Linked DNA regions of Podarcis muralis: region 1 is linked to region 2. The links are chromatin contacts, called in public Hi-C maps. All regions are on one chromosome and are shown on one strand. Each heading gives the region's core, a stretch centred on a gene start, on an enhancer-like site or on the middle of the called end of the contact. The rest is flanking DNA. Distances are from core to core; before and after follow the strand shown.

Evidence for each region. A called contact is a pair of places that touch in the nucleus more often than the background predicts.
Region 1: a Hi-C map of blood shows a contact between it and region 2, with 3 times the contacts expected there. The contact joins the promoter of LOC114594173 here to the promoter of PEX7 in region 2. A contact is called at or near these places in 2 of 3 Hi-C or Micro-C datasets (blood and tail).

The regions. Positions count from the first base shown.
Region 1 is chr3:61,467,826-61,471,166 of rPodMur119.hap1.1, reverse strand. LOC114594173 reads left to right here and starts at 1,869. Exons shown (of 15, transcript XM_028723520.2): 1 at 1,869-1,954. The coding sequence starts at 1,928. BCLAF1 (BCL2 associated transcription factor 1) reads right to left here and starts at 1,827. Exons shown (of 14, transcript XR_003705899.2): 1 at 1,686-1,827.
Region 2 is chr3:61,241,969-61,245,352 of rPodMur119.hap1.1, reverse strand. PEX7 (peroxisomal biogenesis factor 7) reads left to right here and starts at 1,525. Exons shown (of 10, transcript XM_028723530.2): 1 at 1,525-1,821. The coding sequence starts at 1,665.

The DNA.
Region 1 (3,341 bases), core at 620-3,119, 230 kb before region 2:
CAGAGTAGACTGCCTGTTCCATCTCAGTGTGAGTCACCGAGCTAGGCTTACCAGCTTTCAGAACAGGAGAGCAAGTAATCCTGACATTTACACTCTGAAAGTAAAACCTTCTCAGGTATAAGTGACCTGTTCCTTGCCATCATAATTTGGAAAATGTTGCAGCCTAACAGTGAAGTCTTTTCTTTCCTGAGTGAAAGTACAGGTACAAGCCCTAATACAATTTGTCAATACAATCTCCCTTAATGCTATTTGAAGATCTTAATACTTAGAGAAGGAAGTATACCATATCAAGAACCATAGTTCAATGGTAGAGCAACTGCTGATTGACATGCCCCGGATACAGCAAGGAAAAGACTGAAACCACAGAGTGCAGCTGCCTGTCAGTGAAGACACTACTGAGCTAGATAGACTAATGAGCTGACTTGGTGTAAGGCACCTTCCCAAGTGCCAAATAATAATTATACCAAGTTCACTGTGGAGAATGAGGCAAAGAGTCATAATTAACAACTCTTTTCTTGCTTTGACTTGGGTAAGCTCAATCCCATGAAATGAATTGAAAGGGCCTGGATCACACTGTAAATTTTACCTCCAGGTGCTGCTCTCAGAGGACACATTTGCATGAGCCTGGGGCAATATCCACACACTGCTGTAGTTGAAAGATACTGCAAATTACTGCGATAAGTCATTTTTTGTATCTGTTGGTAATGAAATTCTTAAGGATACACCCCCTTTCTCCAATATAAGGCCTCCCGCGAAACACTCTTGAGCATCATTTGGAAGCAAATTTAATCGTGCGGACTTGCCCAGAGTCCTGGCACTGTGTGAAGAAGGCACGATCCACTGACTACTCTGCAAACCTTTTCGCCTTTCTCAACAAAAGGTCTGGTGCTCAACTGGGAGCTGCAGCCAGTTACGGGCAGCTGCCTGGCAGGCACGTGCATGGCGACATGCGTGTTCGAGGCATCCATTTAGGGCCTTCGGTGCGGCGAGTGTGCCGGGAGGCTGCCAAGGACTCTCTCCTTCCCCCTAGCTACACCTCGTCGCCCTTCAACTGATTGGTCAGGGTGGCGAAAGATGGAGGCAAGTCAAAACGTTATCAGGCGCCGCTCGTCGCGCGGAAAAGACTAATCAGAAAGCGACGCCCCCCCCCCTCCGCTCTCGAAGGGCGAGGCGGGCCGCTCTCCTTGGGCCCGCCCAGCCGGCCTCGTTCCGGCCTACCTGTTTCCTCCCCCCGCCCCATGGGGGAAAGAGGCGGGAGGGAACGGGGAGAGATGACGGGCCCTGGTCCAAACAAGGGAGGCTGCGCGCAGTCTGTGTGTGTGTGTGTGTGAGGGAGATGGGAGCCGCCTCTAGTCCCCCTCCCCCTCAGTTCCTCCCGCCCTTGTGAGGCAGACCAAGCCCCTCCCCCGCCTTCAGTTAGAAAAAGGGAGGGGGGGTTGCGAAGGGAAGAACTCGAGGGAATTTTTCAAAAAATAACGGCGTCTGGAAGCGGGGGGCGGGGGAGGGTTGCCGAGCGCGCTTAACGAGGCTTCTCGCGCCGGAGCTCCGAAAGCTGGCGGTGGGGGGGGGGGCGTTTGGAGGGAGCGGCTCCCATGGCGCCCGAGGAACAACCCGAGCAGGCAGAAGACCTCTCTGGCTCCAGCCCTCCTCGGGCCGTTCGAAGTCCTGCGTTGGCTATGGCTCACCCTTCTCTGAGCGACAGCTCCCGTTCGGCTCTCTACCGCTCGGCGGCCATTTCCAGTCTCGGCGAAGGAAAAGAAATGGGGGGTGGCGGGGGAGAGAGACAGAGAGGAAGGAACAACCATAGAGAGAGAAAACCACTTTCTGCGACGTTAGAATAGCACGATGGCATCACTTCCGCTCGGAGAGAGGGCGGAGAGGAAATATGACCTCTTTACCTTGGCGTCTCCGGCTACCCGTATGAAAGATGGCGGTTAGAAGCGGCCGAGGCGGTGTGAGTGACGCTAGCTGCCCTGGCAGGAAGTCTTCGGGATCACGTGATCTTTCCTTGTGTTGGAAGGACACAGGGAGGGAAAAGCCTATGCTGCTGAGGCGCATGCGCCCTGTGGCGCTTTTTTTTTCTTGTTAGGTATCGTCTGCGCAACAAATCACGGGTAATAAATAGGGTCGATTGCTCGAGTCTTCAGAGTTTTGCAATAGCTGCGGGATTACGCCATAGTTTGGGGGGAAACATAAGGGCAGATAATTTCGGGTTCGCATTATTTTGCTCATTTAGGAAAATGTTCGCGCATAGGGTTAGCAGGGAAATTGTGTAACTGCCTTAAAGCCAGCCATTGAGCTGCGTTCCTTGGTTCAAATCCAGGATACTGTACAGTCTCCTACTTTGCACTTCTCTTTTTAGTTTATTGTGCTCTTTCTTGGGAAAAGTATTGAATGGCATTTTTCAGTCTTTTGAGTCCGTTGCTGCAAAAAGAATGAATAGTTCTGTGGCATCTTAAATTCATGCCACAATTAATTTGTTACCCTGTAAGGTGCCACAAGACTCTTCTTGTTGTTTTAGAACAGCGTTGTAGCATCACAACATCCATTTAATGTAGGTTGGACTGAGAGACAGCAACTTGTTTCTTGCCATCCAGTCAGCTTCTGTACCTTTGGGGCTAACGCTGCGCTCATTTCCCAGCCATCATCAGTTCCATCCCCATCAATCCCAACCATCATTACTTAGCATTTCAATTTCATAGAACCCATGTTTTAAAACTGGCTAACTGACCCTATCTGTTTTCACATGGAGTGTCCTGGGGAAATGATCCACTGTTATTGAAACCTAGACCTGTCCATCCATCAAAATGAAAGATGCTCCCAACCTCTCAATTCCTTCCCCACTCAAGGTTATGGTGTTTGCCTAGCTGGCATGGTTTTGCCATATATGAGCACTTAAGTCCACAGAGTGACTTGGGACTTTAGAGTATCCCTGATTCAACATGAGACACCTTATTAACAGCACAATCTGACCTGGGCATGTACAAACTGTCCAAATCCCTCATTTCACATTGTCATTTAGGCTTCACAGAGAGCCAAAGCACACCTCTTGTAAATACCTTATAAGCAACAATTTACGAAAGAAATAAAGCAGCTTCTGTCATCTATCGCTTGTACATTGTGGGTCTTTACAAAATTGAATAGGTAGGGAAAGAAGCCGTATTGTATACTTTATGACTCTAAGGACAGAACATATCAATAGGTGGCACTCTTCACTCATGCTGCTATCGTTATATATCACTTAGTATAAGTATAAGCAATTTCGGTATAGTATAGTATAGTATGTGTTTTTTTCTGGGGGGACGCAGGGGTCCCCTAAACATTTTTTGAACCTCTGTACT
Region 2 (3,384 bases), core at 276-2,775:
GTCAAGCCTGGAGATGACCATCGCATGGATCACTGTGGCCAGGTCGGGGCGGGAAAGGTAAGGGACCAACTGCTTGATGCGGCGAAGGTGGAAAAATGTCACCTTGGCTGTTGCTGTAACTTGCGCCTCCATGGAAAGTGAGGCATCAAGGATTACACCCAAACTCTTAACGGAAGGCAATGGCACTAATTGGGCCCCCGCACGAGAAGGGAGTTGGTCCCTCATCCCCATGCCATCCCGACCCAGCCATAGGACCTCTGTCTTTGAAGGATTTAGTTTCGGCTCCCACGAAACCATCTAGCCACAGCTTCCAAGCATCTGGTCAGTGTGTTCGGGGCCGAGTCGGTGTGGCCATCCATCAGCAGATAGAGCTGAGTGTCATCAGCATACTGGTGACAGCCCAGCCCAAAGCTCCGGATAATCTGGGATAATGCACACTTCTTCAGATACCATGCACGTGCATGCACATGAAAGCTCATACCAATAGCAAACTTAGTTGGTCTCTAAGGTGCTACTGGAAGGAATTTTTTTATTTTGTTTCATCTACGGCAGACCAGCACGGCTACCTACCTATATCTAAAAGATCAACATAGTTCTAATTGAAATAAATTTTAAAATTCAATAGCTACACAGCCCCAAAGCCCTGCCCAACCCTCATACTTTTAAGCCTTTTATAGTCTGCCTTTGGGACGCGGGTGGCGCTGTGGGTTAAACCACAGAGCCTAGGACTTGCTGATCAGAAGGTCAGCGGTTCGAATCCCCGCAACGGGGTGAGCTCCCATTGCTCCTGCCAACCTAGCAGTTCGAAAGCACGTCAAAGTGCAAGTAGATAAATAGGTACCGCTCCAGCGGGAAGGTAAATGGCGTTTCCGTGCACTGCTCTGGTTTGCCAGAAGCGGCTTAGTCATGCTGGCCACATGACCCGGAAGCTGTATGCCGGCTCCCTCGGCCAATAAAGCGAGATGAGCGCCACAACCCCAGTCAGCCACGACTGGACCTAATGGTCAGGGGTCCCTTTACCTTTACCTAGTCTGCCTTTAGATAAGGGGCAGGGCCAGCCCCTCCATGAGGCAAGGTGAGGCAACTGCCTCGGGCAGCAGAATCCACAGGGGCGGCAGATCCAGACGTAAGTCTTTAGTCCCCCTCCTTGTTGCCTGATGTAGATCTTCAGGCACCCCTTCATCCCTGGTGGGGAGGGGGAGGCCGCCATTTTGTGGCTCGCCTCAGTTGCCTCAATGTATTGGGCCACTCCTTTGCACTGGGTTAGAGAACACGATTAACGGCGCTTCGAACCACGGCAAGGAAATGAAGCGCGCCCACCTCTGCTCGCTATCGTCTTTCACGTTTCTTCCCCGCACGTGGGGGGAAACGTCCCTCGAGCTGCGACGAGGAACCGGAAGCCTCGTTGAAGAAACACCGAGCAGGCTACTGCTATTGCAAGCCCTAGGGCGCTTCTCCATTACCGCCCCGCCCCAGAAACTGGAGAGGCGGCGCTCTTTACCCAAACCTATGATGGCGGCGGAGGCGACTTCTGCCCACAGTTCCGGAGGCCGGAGCTGGGCGGGGCGACTGCGACGGGAGCGGGACCTCCCCACAGAGAAGGAGAGGCGGCAGCGCCTCTCCCGCAGCCGGCCCGGGATAGCTCGAGCGACGCGGTTGAGGCTATGAGCCGCGGCGGCGGAGGTGGTGGTGCCGCGCCGGCGAAGCCCCCGAGGGCGCAGGCCTTCCGCCTGCCCGGCCGTCACGGCTATGCGGTCGAGTTCTCGCCTTACCTGCCCGGGCGCTTGGCCTGTGCTGCCTCGCAGTACTACGGGATTGCAGGTGAAGCGGCAAGCAGAGTGCGCATGCGTGGAGAGGGGGCAAAGCCGTGTTGTGTTTTCCAGGCTGCCCGGTTCTTCCTGCCCATCGACGTTGGTTGAAGGATGTGGTTTGCCGGGCAAGCAATTCTTTTAAAAAGAGTAATCTAAAAAGAAATCGAACGGCATCCCGTTTGCATGATTACCTTCCAAGCAAGCGTGATCCCAGCCTTGTTGACTTGACAGCAAAGCCCCACGGATTTCGGTGGGGCTCGCTAGTTGCTGCCGCCTAGGCTTGAGAGCTGCAGCCTTTAGATGAGTATGCGCTCAGTGGGGCTTGCTTTGGAGTAAGCACGCTTTTGGTCGGGCTCGTGCTTCGACGTTGAAAGGTTCCCACAGTGCATAGTAGAAAAAGGCAGTGCTTTTTTTCTTTAAAAATGTTTAGGGGTACTCTCATTTGGACTCAAGAAAAACCACCATTTTATAATTGAAATCGGGGAAAATTAATACAGTAAATGGACAAAAGTGCGAAGATTCGCAAATGTTTAGGGGTATGCATAGCCCCAGAAAAAAAGCACTGGAAAAAAGTGTGCATCGAAGGCATCCGAACGGAAGAAGCGTGCTGTAGGATTTCTTGTAAGATTCTGAGCTGGAGGAAAGAGTGTTAAAATAGCACTTCCATTATGTGCAGTATCAAAACTGTTTACTAAAACACACATACCTAATCCCAGTTGTTTCCATGGTTGTCTGCTGATGATCTGCCATAGGATGTGCTTTTTTGAGGTACTTGTGGCTGATACTTAGATGTAAAGACCAACCTTAACAGTGTTTAAACATAAGGGCCTAAGAACAGTCCTGCTGGATCAGACCAAAAACCCAGTAGCCAACGATATGCCCATGAAAAACCCATAAGCAGAACACTCTCCACTTGTGCTCCCCAGCAACTGTTATTTACAGGCATATCACCTCTTATACGCACTAAAGGACAACTTCATATACTGTATATGCCACCCTAGTATCTTCTTTGTTTTAGAAAATGGTTCATTCCAAACTGTAACACTTGACTGTAACACTTTAGATAGGTTTGATTGTGTAAGTGAAAAAAACAACTTGAACACCGGGTATTTTATAGAATTGTTTTGCAGTCCTGTGCATGCTTTCCTGAAAGCAACTCCTGTAAGTCAGTCTTCTTAAATCACCATTTGGTGGCATTGGACCTGACATTCAAGCTTGCTTAAGATGTCTAGTAATGTTCAGCTGAGGTTTTAAAATGCTTTGTATTTATCTCTAAGACTACTGTTGAGTGTCCTGTCACTTCTTACCAATCCCATACCAATGAAGAACATGGTTCTGATCTTGCACCAATAGCATTAATTTCATGGGATTTGTGCAAAAGAATGTCCTGGTGAATTATGTGCTTGCATGACTTAATATATAAAACAGCAGAATTCTTCACAGTATGTTTACATAAAATATGTAAGGTTTGCTGTATTAAGTGGTGCTTATTTAACAGGTAAATATACTGCAATTGACAACAATTAAGTGCATATTTATACAACTTAATGAAGTCAATGGAGTTAAACTCCCA